Linked DNA regions of Mus musculus: region 2 is linked to region 1. A link is a contact called in public HiChIP or PLAC-seq data. All regions are on one chromosome and are shown on one strand. Each heading gives the region's core, a stretch centred on a gene start, on an enhancer-like site or on the middle of the called end of the contact. The rest is flanking DNA. Distances are from core to core; before and after follow the strand shown.

Region 1 (3,211 bases), core at 365-2,864:
AGATGGTAGTCAGCAAAGTTTCATAGGAGTGGAGGTGGCAAAGTAATGGGGTGAGTAGATGGTCTGGTAGGGGAGAGCATTTAGGTAGAAGACCAGAAGTTGGGACCAGACATCCATACATGAGCCCAAAAGGTGGGATGAGGAGAGGTCGCTCATAGCCTGAAAAGAGCCAGAGATAGGAGTTTCACCCAACCGAGGTGAAGTTCCTGTGACAGCTTGACAAGAGTGGTTTGCATTAGTTACAGAGCCTCCTTTAGTCATAAGTAACCAGATATCGGCGTGGGATAGGAGGATATGCAACTTGAATATGTATGCATACTTATTACCCCCCACACATGTACTTTAGGCTTACACAAAAGACAACCAGAGTTTGTCTTCCATCACCTACATGGTGATGTCACAACCCTCTGTAACTCGAGGGGATCTAATGCCCTCTTCTGACCTCCAGAGGCACCAGGGATGAATGCTGTACATATGCACACATGCAGGTGAAATACTTATATCATAAAAAGTTTTTAAAAGAAAAAAAACACAGGACACTGTGATATACTACAGCTTCCACGGCAGTGAGATGTTTTCTTTCTTTGTTGATTGTGTGTTTTATTTCAGGGGTGGGGAGGTTGCAAAGGCAAGGAAGGATATGAGGCCAGAGAGATAAGTAGATCTGGGGTGCATGACGTGAAATACAGCCTTCACTACTCCACTGTATCACCTGGTCTGATACAGCAACATCAGGAAAGACAGTACAGTACAAGAATCTCGCAGCCTGATGTGCATTCAGGAGGCATCCTGCGAAGCAGGGTTTAGACAACTACAACCTTGCCTTTTAGCAATCAATTACAGAAGGAAATGTACCCTCTGTAGTCTACGTGGACATGGTTTCAGGGTATCTAGAATCCAGAGGCTTGTGGCAGCAAGAACTGAAGCCTGTCTCAAAACAGCCCTGCCTGAAGCTGCAGGGACAATCAGCTTTGATCAATGTGTAGTTCTCGAAAGGTGTCCATTGAGTGTTTCAGATAGCTGGTGCTGGCATGAGGTCAGTCCGGCTGGCTGTTTGACTAACAGTTCTTTTGCTCAAGGCAGCAAGGGAAACAAGGGAGAGTCCGACAGTTGCCACACAGAGTCAAATTGCCCCGTTCTGGTTTTGTCTATTTTATAGGAAAGTATGTTTACAATATAAAGGTAATTTACCATTAACACCAATAGTGACTTTAACAAACTACAGTAATGCTTAACACATGCCCGGGCAGAGGTGGGCCTCCTGTTCAGTGTCCCTAGGCATCAGGACTCCTGTTCCTCAGCTCAGTACAGATGTAGCTGCTGATAGGAGGGCAGGAGGTACTGACCATGATGGAGGCTCCGCTCGAATTAGACTGCACTTTCCAGGAAGCCCCGAGACCTCCCAAGCATCCGACTTAGGTATAGTGCGACCCAGAAAGCGAAAATGAGACTTCTTCCAAATCTCTAGCTCCAGGGTGTCAGATCGGCTTAGTCGTGAGAATCCTCCCTGTTCATTGGCTGCCCATCTCCGACATTCTGGATAGTACAAGCGCCAAATGCTTATCCCCGCGCATGCGCCAGCTGGTTTCCCAGCGCCCCCCGCGCGAGCTTCCTGCCCCGGGCGCTGCTGGGGAAGCGCCGAGCTCCCGCGCGGCTCTGGGCGGTGTGTCCTGGGGGCGGGACCGGCGCGTTGCGCAGACCGGATCCTGCGGATTCGGCGCTCGAGGCGCCTGCGGGAGAGGACAAGTTCCTGGGAGCAGCGCGGGCTGCCGGCGCCTCCGGGTTCTCCGGGTCTGCCACGCGGAGCCCGGCCACCCTCACCAGGCTGCTGGGGACCGTCCCCATTTCCCACGTCCTGCCGAGCGACCCTGGTGAGTCCGGGCCCTCCCTGAGGACACCTCCTCGGTCACTGGAGGATAAGGCAGAAGGCTCGAGAAGAGAAGCGTAAACGAAGTGCTTGTGGTAGTGGAGAAGAAATGGAAACCGCCCGTATGCATCACTTGGGTTGGTTGAGAAACTGAAGTACCCCGTGCCACGGAAGCGTATAGGTTCACTTTCGAAGAAACGTTGCTAGGTGAAAAATGGTTTGCTCATAAGATCTCATTTATGTAAAACACACATCCCGTGCTTGTAGATTCTGGAGATAACTATTTTCAGTAAAAAAATATGTCACCGTCATATATCAGATTGTCAGTGAATCAAAAAGAAACATTGTTATATTAACACTTCCCTCCCGTTCTTTAATTTATGATGTTCATGCTAATTAGACTGTTGAAATAAAAGAGAAAAATTCAAGTCACACGTATGAGAGTATGTGAAGTAATAACAACATAAAATACAAATACTTGCCATACATTCATATATAGTTGTGAATAAATGGTGTTCATGAGGCCTCCTACCCATCTGCCCCTTAATTGGAGTAAGGTGTTTCTGGAATTTGTAAGCTTTTTATTAAAAAAAAAACAAAAAACAAAGATTTTTATATGTCTTAAGTGTTGGCTTTCATGTATGTAAGTGTACCACATGTATGTAGTGTTCAAGAAGGGCCAACAGAGGCTGTCAGATACCTCAGAACTGGAATTACAGATGGTTGTGAGCCTCTATGTGGATGCTGGAAATTGAGTCTGGGGCCTTGACAAGACAAAGACATACTCTTAACCACTGAGCCATCTATCCAGCCCCATAAATTTGTGAGTTTTCAAATTTGAGAAAAATAACAGTATGGCCCATCAGTAGAGGGACTTAAGACTACATTTATAATTAAACACGATAATTATAATTTTTAAAAGACATTGTTACTCTATAGCTCAGACTGATTCTAACTCTGGCCACTCCTGCCTTGGTCCCTACAGTTCTTGGATTAGACATGTACCACTATGCATGCGCTGCTGTGCCCAGTGAAATTTTACAACTGAAGTATGTCTACTTAAAAACATACTTAAAAATAGCTCAAGTGGTGGCATGGGCCCCCCCAGCAGTTGGGAGGCAGAGGCAAGAGCATTTCTGAGTTTGGGGCCAGCCTGGTCTACAAGTGAGTTCCTTGCTACACAGAGAAACCTTGTCTTGAAAAACAAAACTAGAACAGCTCAGTGATTTAAAGTGGTTTCTGTAGAGTTATTTTATTCTATGTGTGTGAGTGTTTTTTTAAAATTATTTATTTATTTATTTATTTATTTCATGTATGTGAGTACACTGTAGCTGTACAGATGGT
Region 2 (3,211 bases), core at 369-2,868, 56 kb before region 1:
TTATAAGCCACCATGCAAGTTCTGTGAATGGAGACTGGGACCTCTGGAAGAGCAGCAAGTGCTCTTAACCACTGAGCCGACTCTCCATCACCTACCCTCTCAACCTCTTCCTCCCTTCACTCCAAATGCCACCCCTTCCTTCTTCAAGTCCTCTCCTTTTAATTGACTGATTGATTAGTTTTTATTTTGTAACGCCTTTAGTCCAGTTAGTATTGTCTGTTGGGCAACTGGGCATGCTCAGGAGGACTTAGTGGGCTGGGGAATTGGGCAGGAAAAGGGATCTAACCTGGATGTTCCTGGTAGAGAGATGGCCTGACAATGGAGCTTGGGGAAGTAGGGGACAGCATGCGGCTCAGAGCATTCTCGTGTCTTCTAAAGCACTAACAACAATAGTCTTGTGCCTCTGCTCTCACTGGCTTGACCTTGCGCTTTTGCGGATGAGCAGAGCTACAGTGAACTCATCTGTACAGTGGAGTGGCCGTGTGCAGAAGCCAGCCTTTCGCAGCTCTCTTTCCCCTTCTTCTGCTCCTCCCTTCTTCCCATCCCTCTTCCTCAGTGCTCCCCGAGCCTTAGTCTGGGGCTAGGGAGGAGCACCACTTGAGTCTCAGCATTAACTGCTGCCCATTGTCCTGAGAAGCTTCTCAATACTGTGAGTTAACAGTATTGTTTTCTTCTCTCTGGCCTATGGGTTTCTGAGCCATGGGCTTTTAAAACCAGATTTATGGGTGTAGTGGTGCAGCACTTTCTTCCGGTAAAATCCACCGTGAAGAAGAAAGAACATCAGGAGCTAAGGTTTAGTTTAAACCTGTAGTGGCTGCTTGGAAAATGAAGATGCTCTTAAAAAAACAAGAAGAAAAAAAAAAAAGAAAGAAAGAAAAGAAAAGAAAAGAAAAGAAAAGAAAAGGAAGATGCAGACTCCAGATTGGAGGCTTATGTGTTTGTCATGCAAAGGCAGCAGACTAAAGGAGAGACGTGACTGCCCTGAGCAGTGACTGAAAACTGTAAGCCCTGGAACAGATTTGTGGAAGACGAGGGACATCTAAGCATTCCATATTGGAAGAAGAGACTTTGTTTTTGTTTGTTTTTTCGAGACAGGGTTTCTCTGCATATCCCTGGCTGTCCTGGAACTCACTCTCTAGACCAGACTGGCCTCGAACTCAGAAATCTGCCTGCCTCTGCCTCCCAAGTGCTGGGATTAAAGGCAAGTGCCACCAAGCCAGGCCTAAGAAGAGACTTTTATACATGAAAAAAAAATGCCTTTGTTTAGTAAATCACACAAAAATCCAGCAGAAATTGTCAAAATTCTGAAAGACAACCTGGCCGTTTTGGAAAAGCAAGACAAAAAGACAGATAATGCTTCATCAGAAGTGACAAGATCTCTGTAAGCAATGAAGGAAATTCTGTGTGGAATAAATGACAAGGACCCCACCCCCACCCCCAGAAGCAGTGGCTCAGCTGGCACAGGAGCTCCACAGCAGGGGGTTGCTGGTGACACCAAAAAAAGATGTGATCCAGATAGTCAACAACATCCTGAGAAGACAGATTGGTACCTGGTGTCCTACTGTGGAGTGCGTCAGTTCTCATCTTCACATCCTGTTTATGCTTCTCAAAGGCTGTAAAGGCCCACAGGTTGCCTTACAGTGTGGTTGTGGATTACGCTGAGAGAGTGTTTTCAACATGAGCCACTTGTCAAGTCGTCCTCTTCTCTAATCAGTCAGAGACTTCAAGTGCGTGGCGCTGTCCACATCTGATATCGCTTCAGATGCCGTTGCTACTCTCAAGGATTTGTTAACCAGATACAAAGTGATGGTAGCAGACTTCTTAGAAGAATTATGACACTATTTTTGAAGATGATGAGAAACTGCTGCAGTCTGAGAACTCCGTGACAAAGAGACAATCTTTAAAGTTGCTCGTTGAGCTGATCCTGAATTGCCACAATTTCACCATTATGACTCAGGTATATCAACAAGCTGGAGAACCTGAGACCGATGATGAACCTGCTTCTAGACAAAAGCCCAAACCTCCAAGTAAAAGCCTTTCACGTCTTTAAGGTGTTTGTGGCCAGCCCTCACAAAATGCAGCCTATCGAGGAGATTCTGTTAAAAAATCAGCCCAATTCCTGCAGGGAGATTCCTGCTTGCATGTTGAAAGGACTATTTTTAACAATGGAGAAGAAAAGCTGAGACATGATGAGAAAAGCTGCTGAAGCATCCCAAACCTTGGAAATCAAGCAACTACTGGCTGTTGCCTTCTCACCTTCAAGTGAAAGACAACAATTGTGAGGATACTTCCACACCAGGCTCAAGGACCAGGCAACAATTGGACTGAGCATGGGGACCCCAATGGAGAAGTTAGAAGAAGAACTGAAGGAGCTGAAGGGGTTTGCAACACCATAGGAAGAACAACAGTATCAACCAACGAGACACCACAGAGCTCCCAGGGACTAAACCAATGAATACACATGGAGACACCCAGGGTTGCAGTTGCATGTGTAGCAAAGGATGGCCTGATCTGGCATTAATGGGAGGAGAAGCCCTTGGTCCTGTGAAGGCTTGATGCCCCAGCATAGGGGAATACTAAGACAGTGAAGCAGGAGTGGGTGGGTGGGTGGGGGAGCACGCTCATAGAAGCAGGGAGGAGGGGGGCAGAAAAGGGAGTTTTTTGAGGGGAAACAGGGAAGGAGGATACAGAGTGAGTTCCAGAACAGCCAGGGCTACACAAAGAAACACTGTCTTGAAAGAAAAAAAAAATTGAAATGTAAATAAATAGTGGCTATCAAAAAAAAAAAAAAAAAAAATCAGCCCAAACTCAATGAGTTTCTGAGCAGCTTCCAGAAAGCAAGGACAGATGATGGGAAGTTGGCTGATGAGAAGCACCACCCGATTAAACAGATTTGAGACTTGAAGAGAGCAGCCCCGCAAGGATGGCCCTACCCTGACAGCCATTTGTCTCCCCTGACCAGTGTGGACAGTGCTGTTTCAAAATCTCTGTTTTTGGGAAGGCTTTGGAGGTCCTGTCTTTCTCAATTCATTGTTCAAGGTAGATGAAATAAAAACATTTGAGTGGAGAAAAAAAATCAGCCTAAAATAATATATTCATTTTAATCAAGTCTGTGATTGCTCATGGTATCAACCATTATGTTAATCATTGATCAAAAGCAGTGTAAGTCGAGCTGGACCCTGGGTCACCCAGGACATCAAGTCAAGGAACA

What was found. HiChIP or PLAC-seq counts read pairs in DNA pulled down with a chosen protein or histone mark.
Region 2: an H3K27ac HiChIP or PLAC-seq map of regulatory T cells shows a contact between it and region 1, with 4 times the contacts expected there. The contact joins the enhancer-like site here to the promoter of Zfp213 in region 1. A contact is called at or near these places in 18 of 39 promoter capture datasets (the 3T3-L1 cell line, the C10 cell line, the HPC-7 cell line and 10 more), 10 of 15 datasets of contacts at CTCF or cohesin (CD8 T cells, the G1E-ER4 cell line, the NIH/3T3 cell line and 5 more), 152 of 484 Hi-C or Micro-C datasets (the 3T3-L1 cell line, 3T3-L1-derived adipocytes, the AML12 cell line and 79 more), 38 of 115 datasets of contacts at active chromatin or transcription factors (the 230-238 cell line, CD8 T cells, DN3 thymocytes and 21 more) and 5 of 9 other capture datasets (adipose tissue, embryonic stem cells, liver and 2 more).

What each region holds. Positions count from the first base shown.
Region 1 is chr17:23,562,629-23,565,839 of GRCm38.p6, reverse strand. Zfp213 (zinc finger protein 213) reads left to right here and starts at 1,614. Exons shown (of 6, transcript NM_001033496.3): 1 at 1,614-1,871. 6330415G19Rik (RIKEN cDNA 6330415G19 gene) reads right to left here. Exons shown (of 2, transcript NR_126484.1): 2 at 546-2,070.
Region 2 is chr17:23,618,943-23,622,153 of GRCm38.p6, reverse strand. It overlaps the pseudogene Gm7912. Among named protein-coding and RNA genes, the nearest start is that of Zscan10, 20 kb to the right of the region's middle. Within about 2 kb of position 1,618, at least 22 of the 459 cell types and tissues checked have an H3K27ac peak or open chromatin away from gene starts, as enhancers often do. A contact at or near this core is called in CD4 single positive thymocytes, CD8 T cells, CD8 central memory T cells and 8 more, where this site is marked.